Linked DNA regions of Macaca mulatta: region 1 is linked to region 2. The links are chromatin contacts, called in public Hi-C maps. All regions are on one chromosome and are shown on one strand. The core of a region is the stretch at or near the end of the contact, and the rest is flanking DNA. Distances in the headings are between cores, read along the strand shown. Region 1 holds the start of CENPB (centromere protein B). Region 2 holds the start of PANK2 (pantothenate kinase 2).

The links. A called contact is a pair of places that touch in the nucleus more often than the background predicts.
Region 1: a contact with region 2 is called in a Hi-C map of fetal cortex germinal zone, with 2.8 times the contacts expected there. The contact joins the promoter of CENPB here to the promoter of PANK2 in region 2. A contact is called at or near these places in 3 of 14 Hi-C or Micro-C datasets (CD4 T cells, fetal cortex germinal zone and liver).

Annotation. Positions count from the first base shown.
Region 1 is chr10:80,283,486-80,289,294 of T2T-MMU8v2.0, reverse strand. It overlaps CENPB (centromere protein B), which reads right to left and starts at 4,495. Exons shown (of 1, transcript XM_015149436.3): 1 at 1,580-4,495. The coding sequence starts at 4,225. The coding sequence ends at 2,414.
Region 2 is chr10:80,171,571-80,176,993 of T2T-MMU8v2.0, reverse strand. PANK2 (pantothenate kinase 2) reads left to right here and starts at 3,682. Exons shown (of 7, transcript NM_001435890.1): 1 at 3,682-4,020. The coding sequence starts at 3,723.

The DNA.
Region 1 (5,809 bases), core at 3,246-5,745, 110 kb before region 2:
GAGCTGAGATCGTGCTATTGCACTCCAGCCTAGGTGACAGAGCGGGACTCCATCTCCAAAAAAGAAAGAAAAGAAAGAAAAGAAAGAAAAGAAAGAAAAGAAAGAAAGAAAGAAAGAAAGGAAGAAAGAAATTCATTGCAGTACCCAGTTTCATTCCAAAACAGCACTACCCTTAGGAGGGTTAGGAATATGGGTCCCTCCTTAGTGAAGAGGTACTTCTAGTCAGGATGGGAAAACAGCTTGACTAACCGCGTGGCCTTGGGCACCTGATCAGACCTCTGCCTGGTTTCTCTTGGCTTTACCTACCTTATAGGGGCTTTGTGAGCATCTAAAGCATTTAGCACAGAACAGGGCCCCTATTAGTATCAGCTGGTACTATCATTAATGAGACAGTCTCAGTTCCAGCAAGAAGTGTTCTTTTTCACAGGAGACAAATGGAAGTAATTCGCCTTGTTGGAACCTGCGGTGAGGGAGCTGGGTTAAACAGGAGCACCTGGGCAAGCAGGCCATGCTCCCTCCTGCTCACTCCAGAGCAGGTGGGGCTTACTTGTAGCTTTCTGGTCTCCAACTCCAGGGTTCGGATTTGGGGTGGGAAGGTGGTGGCAAGGGGGATCCCAACTACTTTTTGTTGTCACTTCAAAGTCCTCAAGGCCTGGAGGGGATTCCTGAATGCCAGAAGTGCAGGCCAAGAGTAGAAGTCACACCCATTTCTAGTTTTAAAGTCATATATAGTGGTGTTGATTTTCCACAAGGGGCAATAACCAGGGCATGCCAGGGACAAGAGATGAACTGGATACTCCCCCATTAACATTCCCAGTGTTGGAGGAGAAACTTGGTGGTGAGGGCGGGCTGGGGCTGGGAAGGAAACACAGAAGTGATGTGCCAGCCTCAGGTGAGGTGGGAAAACCGGTTTGGGGCCCAGAGCTGCCAGCCTTGCTTAAGCCCAGGCCCTTCCCTGGTTGGAACCGCTGGGGCCTCAGTGAGGAAGGGGTAGGGAGGGGCTGGCTCTGAAAGGAAAAAGGGTAGGATCAGCAAAGGGACCTGACCTCATCTTTGTACTGGGGCCCCCCTGGAAGGCACTGCACAGGGAGTGACCAACTCATTCTCTGCCTCTTGGGGCTGCAATCTGTTCCTAGCAATTTCACCTTCCTCCTGCCACTGTGCCCAGAGGTGGCCACCAGGCTTGGAGATGCCAATCACTGAAAGGCCTAAAGGGCTCTCTCTTAAGGCACCAAAGGTAAACTAAAGGTGCCCTATATGCCCCTCCAAACTCCAATCTGGACCCCAGAAGCTGCCCCAACACTCCTTTCTGTCCTGACTTCACTCCTGCAAAGGCCTTCAAACCAGCCTCTGTAGGCCTAGTCCCCATGTGCATATTGATTTGCCCCCAGAGACTGATGGCTCCCTCCCTCCTGCCCCAGCCAAGTGATCCCAAGCTTGAGGTCTCCTCCTGCCCCTCTTCGGGTCAGGGCCACCCTCTCCACTTGCCTCCATGTCCCACCAAAGCAAGGACCAAAGGAAGCCAGGACAAATATGTCCCCCAAGACAGACGCAAGCCCAGACCATGAAGGATGCACCCTTGGCTGTTAAAATGTTCACCCCCACAAAAGGGGAGTGGACAGATTTATTGAAATCAAACTGGGAAAGGAGCAGCTGGATGGCTGGACTCTGGGCCCAGCCCCAGGCCCCTCTGCCCAGGATGGGACCCTGCCAGAGAGGGAGGAGAGGCATGGGGCCTGCAGCTGCCCACAAAAGGGAAGCGCCCATTGTCACTCCCATGGTGGGGGACCTCTTGGAAACCTCCAATCTGGAGAGAAAACCAAGGGCCAAAGTCACATGGACAGGGCCAGAGAAAGGGACTGGGGAGGTGGAAAGCAGGCAGAAGCAGGCTCAGGAGCCCGTGGTGAGTTAAACTGTGCTTCTCGAGGCGGCCCGGGGGGGTGGGGGTAGGGGCTGCCAGCCTTGCAGGGGGCCTAGGCTGGACCTTCCTCTGGAGCCCTTCCCAGAATGGCTTTGTGGTCCCCCCCGCACCAAAGACCTGGTGGCAGAGGGGAGAGGCACTCTCCGGCCGGGAACCTCCAGGGCCCACCCCTGGCTGCTGCTGTGGTTAGTCCACTGAGGGCACGGTGTGGTAGCACCGGACAGCTCCCCACCCGCCCCACCTGGTCCCCTGAGCCCAGGGCCAAATGGGGAGGAAAGAGGATTCTGAGAAAGAGGCAATAAGCAGGCAGTGAGGCTGAACTCAGCCCCCGGCCCAGCCGAGGTGACCAGGCCTGTTGCAGGGCCAGGGGAAGCATTACTAAAGGATCTGGGGCTCCACACTCTGGCTCCATGCACAGCTGGTGCCCAGAGAGTCCTCTGCCCTGGGGTGGTGCTGCCAATCTAGGTTGGGGGCACAGCTAGGTCCAGTGACTCAGCTTTGATGTCCAAGACCCCGAACTCCCGCCTGCCTGGCATGGTTCTTCCTGGTCACGTGAACCAGATCGTGTTCCAAGTGGAGGATGTGGCTCTGCACGCGGTCGTCAATGGGGAAGGAGGTCAGGTACCTCTTGACCATGGCGAAGTAAGCCATGGCCTCCCCAAAGCTGGGTACAGGCACCTCATCACCATCCTCCTCATCATCATCGTCATCTTCATCTTCATCATCCTCTTCCTCATCGTCCTCCTCTTCCTCACTGTCCGAATCAGAGTCCTCCCCACCTTCCAGGAAATGCAGAGTAGGGCACTGGGCCTCCTCCTGGGTACCATAACCCCCGAAGCTGCCACCGGCCTCCACTACTCCCTGGGCCCAGTCCTCAGCCTCCAAGCCCTCAGAGGAGCTCTCCTCATCTTCCTCCTCTTCTTCATCACTGTCATCAACATCACCCTCCTCCTCTACCTCCTCTTCCTCCCCCAATTCCTCTCCTTCCCCTGCTTCCTCCTCCTCCTCCTCTCCTTCCTCCTCCTCTTCCTCTCCTTCACCCTCCTCCTCCTCTTCCTCTTCTTCCTCCTCCTCCTCTTCCTCTTCCTCTCCCTCGCTCTTGAGGGAAGTGGTGATGGTGGCATTAGGGCCACCCCCAAAGCCAGCCTCACGAAAGCAGGCGGCTATGTCCGAAGGCTCCACTGCCTGCCAGGCGGCAGCCACAAAGTGCAGGGCCTCCGTGAGACCCAGCTGCAGGCCTGAGCGATCCTGGCCCTCTAGCGCGGCCATGGCCTTGAGCAGCATGGCCTGGCGGTAGTGGCCCTTCACCTGCTGGACCACTCCCCTCTCCAGCGGATGCACGGTGCCCGGCGGGAAGAAGGCCAGCTGCACATGCCGCAGGCCCGAAGTGTCCAAGGACTGAGCAGCCAAGCGGCCGGCCAGCAGTAGGACCCGGCGAGACTCTGCAGCCATTCGGGTGTCCAGGGCCTTCAAGTACTTGGCCAGGGCCTGGGTAGTGACACCACCCTTAGAGTTGGCGGTGTAGTCGCAGGGCAGGCCGGCTTGGCCTGCGCGAGGCTTGGCCGACTTGCCGGCCACCAGCGGGGGCAGCTTCTCGCTGCCATCGGCATTGGCGCACAGCAGGACGCTCAGGCGCTGGGTGGCTTGACGCGGCCGTCCGTCGCCTCCGCACAGCCCCGCGGCCTGGTCGGGCAGAAAGTCGTACCATAGACTGGTCTCGGTGGCGCTGAACACGTCCTGCGAGGCGTAGCCCTCGGCCACCGACGGCGGCTGCTCCTCCCGAGCGCGCCAACCAGTAGTGCTCCCGCCACTGCCCTCCGAGGGCACCGCGGCCGGGCTGGCAGGCGCCGCCGGGGTGCGGGGGGCAGCGTTTCGCGCGCGGGCGCGGGCCACGCCGCTGCAGGACACCACGCCGTGGCGTCGGCGGAAGCGGTCCAGCCAGCCGTTGGAGGCGGTGAAGTCGTCCATGCCCAGCTCCTCGGCTATGCGCAGCGCCTTCTCCTTGAGGATGATGCCCTTGACCGGCAGGCCGGCGGCGCGGATCTGCTGAAACCAGGCGATGAGCAAGCCCTCGAGCTTGTCGTAGGGAGACAGCTTGTTGGTCTTGCGGCAGGTGGAGGCCACCCCGTACTTGCGCTCCGACGCCAGGATGGCGCGCTTGTTCTTCAGGATCGTGCTCAGCGTGGACGGCGGGATGTTGAAGCGCCGCGCGATCTCGCCCTTGCGCAGGTCCGGATTCTCTTCCACCTCCTGGATGATCCGTGACTTCTCCCGGAACGTCAGCTGTCGCCGCTTGGGGCCCATCCCGGCGCGCCCCCCGCCCCGGGGCCCGGCGCCGCCGCCGCCGCCCCGGGGCGGGGGGCCCGGGCCCGTGGCGGGGGGCACCTGGCGGCCTCTCCCGCGCGCCCCGCCCGAGACAAAGCGGCTCGCGGGCGCGGCGGCTGGGCGACGACCCGGCCGGGCCGGGGGCACCTCCGGGGGCGCCGGCGGGCGCGTCGCCGGGCGGAGGGCGGCAGGCGACGGGCGCAGGCGAGGGCGGGCGGCGCGGGCGCGGAAGGCAGGAAGTACCGCGGCGCGGGGAGCTGGGAGCGCGGCGAGCGGGGCGGAGCGGGCGGAGCGGGATCTCGCGGGAAGCGTGGGGACGCCCGGCACCGCCTCCCCGCCCTCGGCGCCCACCCCCTTCCCGCCGCCAGGACATACCGCGCGGGGGCGCTGCGGCCTGCGGGACCTTCCCGTGCTGCGGCCTCGGGCGACCCGGCAGCGACGCGGGCGGGGACGCGGTGCATCGCTACTGCGCCCGGCGGTCAGCGACTTGCGGCTCAAAAAGGATAAGAAACAGGGTTTTTTTGTTTTTTTTTTAAATTAAGGTAAAAAAACCCACTTTTTTTTTTTTTTTTTTTTTTTTTTTTTGCGGAAACTGAAAAATTCAAGAAGTTGAAAAACGCCTTTCACATCACCTAGAGAGATGCACAGGTAACATTTTGATACATTTCCTTCCAGTCTTTTCTCTAGACGCATGTAGTTTTCTTTTTTAAAATTTATTATATAAAACTGGCATCAGGCTGTATAGACTGTATATCTGGCATCTCCTGCTGTTTTACCTGGCATCAAGTAGTGAGAATTTTGCCATATCGGTATCATTGCCAACACGCTTTTTAATGATTGTGTAGCTTTCCAACTATGAATGAACACTAGCGTATGTAACCTATTGTTACACCCTTAAGTTATTTTTGTAATCAACATTACAGTTGTAAATCTATTTGATGGTGCTAATGACATTTTTAAAGTTCTAGTAATCCCAAAACCCACAGGTAAACACTCATAACATCTTGGTGTGTCACTTTCTGGGCTTTACAGAAATAACATCATGGATGTATGTAAGTGTGAATCCCTGAAGCCTCCCTCTCCTGCAGCAAAACATTAAAATGCCAAGCTCTTAAAACAATGAACGGGCCGGGCACGGTGGCTCACGCCTGTAATCCCAGAACTTTGGGAGGCCGAGGCGGGTGGATCACGAGGTCAGGAGATCGAGACAATCCTGGCTAACACGGCGAAACCCCGTCTCTATTAAAAAATACAAAAAAATTAGCCGGGCGTGGTGGCGGGCGCCTGTAGTCCCAGCTACTCGGGAGGCAGAGGCAGGAAAATGGCGTGAACCCAGGAGGCGGAGCTTGCAGTGAGCCGAGAACGCATCACTGCACTCCAGCCTGGGCGAAAGAGCGAGACTCCGTTTCAGGGAAAAAAAAAAAAAAAAAAAATGAACGTATAGCTGTGTGTTTTTGTTTTGTTTTGTTTGTTTGTTTTGGGTTTTTTTTTTGTTTTTGTGTGTGTGTGTGTGTGTGTGTTTTGAGATGGAGTCTTGCTCTGTTGTCCAGGTCCGGATTAGAG
Region 2 (5,423 bases), core at 2,433-4,932:
CACCTTGGAACTGGATACCTCAGCCCACTACACTTTCAGAGGACTGCAACCTCTTGAAAGATTCTGAGCCAGAACCCCCCAGCTAATCAATCCTGAATTCCTGACTCACAGAAACTGGGATAATACATACATACTTATTACTGTTTAAGCTGAAATACCTAGCAATAGGCCTCTAATGTGGTAGATGAGTATTTTGTATGATGTTTTGTCATTGAAATGGCTCTTGATTTTCAAGTCATTCCTTTAGAATCTGGCTGTTTCTCTGAAGCTCTTGTACTTATTCTGGCATACACAACCAGAAAGGTGGCTTCTCTCTAGGGGTAAACAACCAGAGAGTGATAAAGAACTTAGTAAGTTCTCACTATAATAACCACAGAGAAAGGATGCTTCTTGTTACGTTCATTTTACTTTTTTTTTTAAGACGGAGTCTTGCTCCGTCTCCCAGGGTGGAGTGCAGTGGCGCGATCTCGGCTCACTGCAAGCTCCACCTCTGGGTTCACGCCATTCTCCTGCCTCAGCCTCCCAAGTACCTGGGACTACAGGCGCCCGCCACCATGCATGGCTAATTTTTTGTATTTTTAGTAGAGATGGGGTTTCACCATGTTAGCTAGGATGGTCTCGATCTGCTGACCTCGTGATCTGCCCGCCTTGGCCTCCCAAAGTGCTGGGATTACAGGAGTGAGCCACTGTGCCTGGCCTCATTTTACTTTTTGGGGGAAAAAAAAAAATCTAAGTTTAATCATAGGTTTACCTTACTCTGCTCCAAGGCAATTTTTCAATTTTTTAAAAAATAAATGTTTTCTTAAGTATAATACCCAGAAAAGTACACAAAATGTCTTGATAACATATTACAACACCCATGTAATCCCTACCCAGATCAAAGAAACAGAATATCATTAGCCTTCTAGAAGCCTATCTGGTCATCTTCATTTTCTTTTCCTTTTTTTTTTTTTTTTTTGAGGCAGCGTCTCACTCTGTTGCCCAGGCTGGAGTGTAGTAGTGCAGTCTTGGCTCACTGCAACCTCTGCCTCCCAGGTTCAAGCAATTCTCCTGCCTCAGCCTCTGGAGTAAGTGGGATTACAGGCATGCACCACCAGGCCCAGCTAAGTTTTGTATTTTTAGTAGAGATAGGGTTTCACCATGTTGGGCCGGGCTGGTCTCAAACTCCTGACCTGCAGTGATCCGCCCGCCTCAGCCTCCCAAAGTGATTGGATTACAGGCGTAAGTCACTGCACCTGGCCTAATTTTTAAATTTTTTTTGTAGAAGTGGTCTCCAACTCATGATGTGCCTTCTTATTTATTTATTTTAGAGACGGAGTCCCACTCTGTCTCCCAGGATGGAGTGCAGTGGCACAATCTCGGCTCACTGCAACCTCCACCTCCCGGATTCAAGTGATTCTCCTGCCTCAGCCTCCTAAGTAGCTGGGATTACAGGTGCCCACCACCACGCCCAACTAATTTTTGTGTGTGTGTGGTTTTTTTTTTTTTTTTTGGTAGAGACGGGGTTTCACTGTGTTGGCCAGGCTGGTCTCAAACTCCTACCTTGTGATCCACACGCCTTGGCCTCCCAAAGTGCTGGGATTACAGGCATGAGCCACCACACCTGGCCACCTTCTTTTAGTTATCATAAGGCGGGCAGTAGCTGAATTTCTTTTTTTTTTTTTTTTTTTTTTGAGACGGAGTCTTGCTGTGTCGCCCAGGCTGGAGTGCAGTGGCCGTATCTCAGCTCACTGCAAGCTCTGCCTCCCGGGTTTTTACGCCATTCTCCTGCCTCAGCCTCCCGAGTAGCCGGGACTACAGGCGCCCGCCACCTCGCCCGACTAGTTTTTTGTATTTTTTTTAGTAGAGACGGGGTTTCACCGTGTTAGCCAGGATGGTCTCGAACTCCTGACCTCGTGATCCGCCCGTCTCGGCCTCCCAAAGTGCTGGGATTACAGGCTTGAGCCACCGCGCCCGGCAGCAGCTGAATTTCTCAGGAATCCAGGCTCTGTCATTCTCTAGGCTTTGTGTTTCTGGATAAGTTGCCTCATCATCCAAATGTTACTGCAAGGACTAAGTGAGATGCTGAGGCAGTGGGCAAATTGTGTAAAAATACTACTGTTTCAAGTGTTTTGATGTTGGAGTTCATCTTGCCAGCCAAGGGATGATGATACTTTGATTCTTCAGGATGATCAGAGCTCACAGACTTGGATGGAAGCTCCCTCAGGTCAAGGAGGACCACATTTTTTGAGGGGTGGGGGGAGGAGGCAGAAAGAGAGGCAATGTTAGCCACTGAGATTTAGAAGAGTAGCTACAGCTGTTTTTGGCTCTTGTGGATCTACCTGTGTTGGCTTCCTGCAGGAGCTAAAATTTCCAGAGCTAGTCCTACAGCGAGGGGAGCTAACGTGGAGTGGGCATGAGAATTCTATTCAACAAGCACAAGTGAAGCTCAACCTTTTTGTTCATCCTGCTACAACCAATTATTATAGGAGAGGGGAATAAGGATCACTGCCCAAGGGGCATTACAGTCTCCCCAGGGAGGCACTCTTTTTTTTTTTTTTTTTTTTTTTTGAGACGGAGTTTCGTTCTTGCTGCGAAATCTCAGGTCACTCAAACCTCCGCCTCCCGAGTTCAAGCGATTTTCCTGCCTCAGCTTCCCAAGTAGCTGGGATTATAGGCATGGGCCACCACGCCCCGCTAATAGGGAGGCACTTTTCATTAGCCCACAGTCCAGTTAAACTTGACGGAATGAGGAAGTGACCTGGGAGTACAGAACAGGATGGGATCCTTCCGGACTTGGGCAGCCTTTGGTAGTGGGCATGCTTGGAAGGGTCAGGGTCTCAGGCCTGGAGGTGACCAATTTTTCTCTCCGAAAGAGAAAGGAAGATGATTAAAAAAAAAAAATTCCATGCTCCAAAGCGGCAGCCAAATCCTATGTCCCCCAATGCATCACCCAGAAAGGGGCTCCAGACTCTCCTGCAAAAGGCCAACTCTACTTCCCGGCTCCCACTTCCCCTCCTTCCCCACAGGAGGGTGGCGAAGGATTTATAACCCACCTCTTTCTTTCAGTTGCCATGGAGACAAGCCCCAGTCCTTTCATTCCTTCTGGTACCTCTCTCTCCAACGCAGGCGGAAAGGAGGCGGCTTAGCCCAAACATGCTGGGGGAGGGGCTGGCGACCTCGACGGCAGCTGCGGAACCAGGCCGAGGGACAAAGGCTAAGGTCAGCTGCGTCAAGCCCTTTCATCTGCCGACGACCAGCGGCCAGACGCTGCGGGAGCATTGCTGGGCTGGAGGAGGGCTCGAGCTACTAGGACTGCACGGAGCAGCGGGGTGGGACTTGGGGTCGCCTCAGGAGAGTTCCGCGGCCCGGGGCGGGCAGAGGCATGCACCGTGGGGGCAGACGGCTGGGGTGGATGAGGAGGCACGGGCCCTTCCACCCACGCGTCCATTGGGCGGCGCCGCCATCACTCTCTTCTGGACTACACCGCCTTCTCCTCCTCCGCGGAACCAGGATCCCCTCCTCCACCACCCTCTCCCCGCCCCTGTCACGGGAGCCTCTCATTGGGCGGGGGCATGGTCAATCCTCCTCGAGTTGGGGAGTCTATTGGACGCGAGGCCTTCGGGCCGCCCCCAGCCTCGTCGGATTGGCTTCCTGCGCGTTGGCGCAACGGAAGAGGCGGCCGGCCGAGGGCGCGCCTCTGCTCCGGCTGGACTGCCGCGGAGGAGGGGAGGAGTTCGACGCTGGGGGGCTTGCTCGGGCGGCAGCGGTGGCTGCTGCGGATGGGAGCGGGCCGGCTCGGCGCGCCTATGGAGCGCCACGGCAGGGCCTCCGCCACCTCCGTCTCGTCGGGTGGGGAGCAGGCGGCCGGAGGCCCCGAAGGGCGGCGGCAGGAGCCACTGCGGCGCCGGGCGAGCAGCGCGTCGGTACCCGCGGTGGGGGCCTCAGTGGAGGGCGCGAGGCGGGACCGACTGGGCTCCTACAGCGGCCCCACCTCGGTCTCCCGCCAGCGCGTCGAAAGCCTGAGGAAAAAGCGGCCGCGTAAGTGTCCCGTGGGGCGCCCTCCCGGTCCGCCCTGCCCCCCTTCCGGCCCACCCTGTCCCCTTCCGGCCCCGCAGCTGTTTTTCCCGCGCGCGAACACTGCTCCCGCACGGTGGTCCGTCGTTGGTGCTTGGCTGACATCCGTCTGGAGGCCTCGTGTGCTCCGAAAGCGATACCTGCGGGGGCCCCCCCGCACCCATTGGTATGCACTTCCCGCTTGTTGAAGTGGAGGGCTTTTCCCCAGGTCCCGTCTTCCCTTTTCTTAGCTCCTTGGGCATTCTTTTCCGGAGGGTCACATGATTTTATCCTCGTGAAGGCTTCTTTTGACTCATTTCCACCTCCTCTCCCCCCATATCCTTTGAATCCCCAATGCTTGTTTTCCGTGGGCTTCCAAAGAGCTGCTGTCTAATATTTAAGTCCCTTTTATTCGTCAATTTCGGGCTTACTGGAAAATGGGTCGCTGCCTCTTGAGTTGCAACAGGCCTAAAACTGTATTCCGTGCACCTCTAAGGTGGCTGCCCTTCTTCCCATGAGAATCCAGGTCATCTCTCACCCACATATCCCCTCCGTTTTCCTTCCGTCTGTTTGCAGGTACTCACGATTCAGAACCATGGCATTCTGGGCAGTAAGGTTCTTTGTTTTGAGGAGAAACTCCATCTCTCTGAATTTTGCCTTGGAAGTTGCATACGCTCTTCCCAAAGAATCGGTTTCCCCATTTTATTATCAGGTTTCTTTTTCTGTGTTGTGTATTTTCTCCCCTTTACAAGTCTTCAATTCAGGACCGCTGCCTGGCAGCCATTGCTGCTGTTAAAAGTATCAATTGTCCTGATACTGTAATAGGAGCTTTACAGTATGATGCCGTTTTACATATGGTTGGACTTTTTGGTGGGTGTTGCCAGATTCCTATTTCAGGAAATTGACTTGTTTAAATGCGGATTGTGAGAGGGAGGGAGAATGGCAAGATGTGTGTGAGATCTTTATTGGATAGTCTTGTACCTTAGCCCAGTCACCCAGCTGCTTTTTTGAATCTTCTCTGATTTGGATGATTAAATGTAGTTCTATGATGCTGTGAAAAGTTTGGGAGTTTTCAGTTCTTTTGTCTTTTTCCATCTTCTTGCAACAGATTTGGAAAACAGATTCTTAACCGGTGCCATTTTCAGAGTCAGTCACCTAGTTTTATTTGAGAAGCACCTGAGTTTGAAGCAATGCAAAATATGAGATCCTTCATGGTTTTGTATTACATTATTGGAAATAGATGTAAATTCCAAATATTCAGCAAATAAGAATACAGCCATTAGCCACAAGGGTTTTTTTGGTTTGTTTTTTGTTTTTTTGAGACAGTGTCTTGTTCTGTTGCCCAGGCTGGAGTGCAGTGACATGATCATGGCTCATTGTGGCCTTAA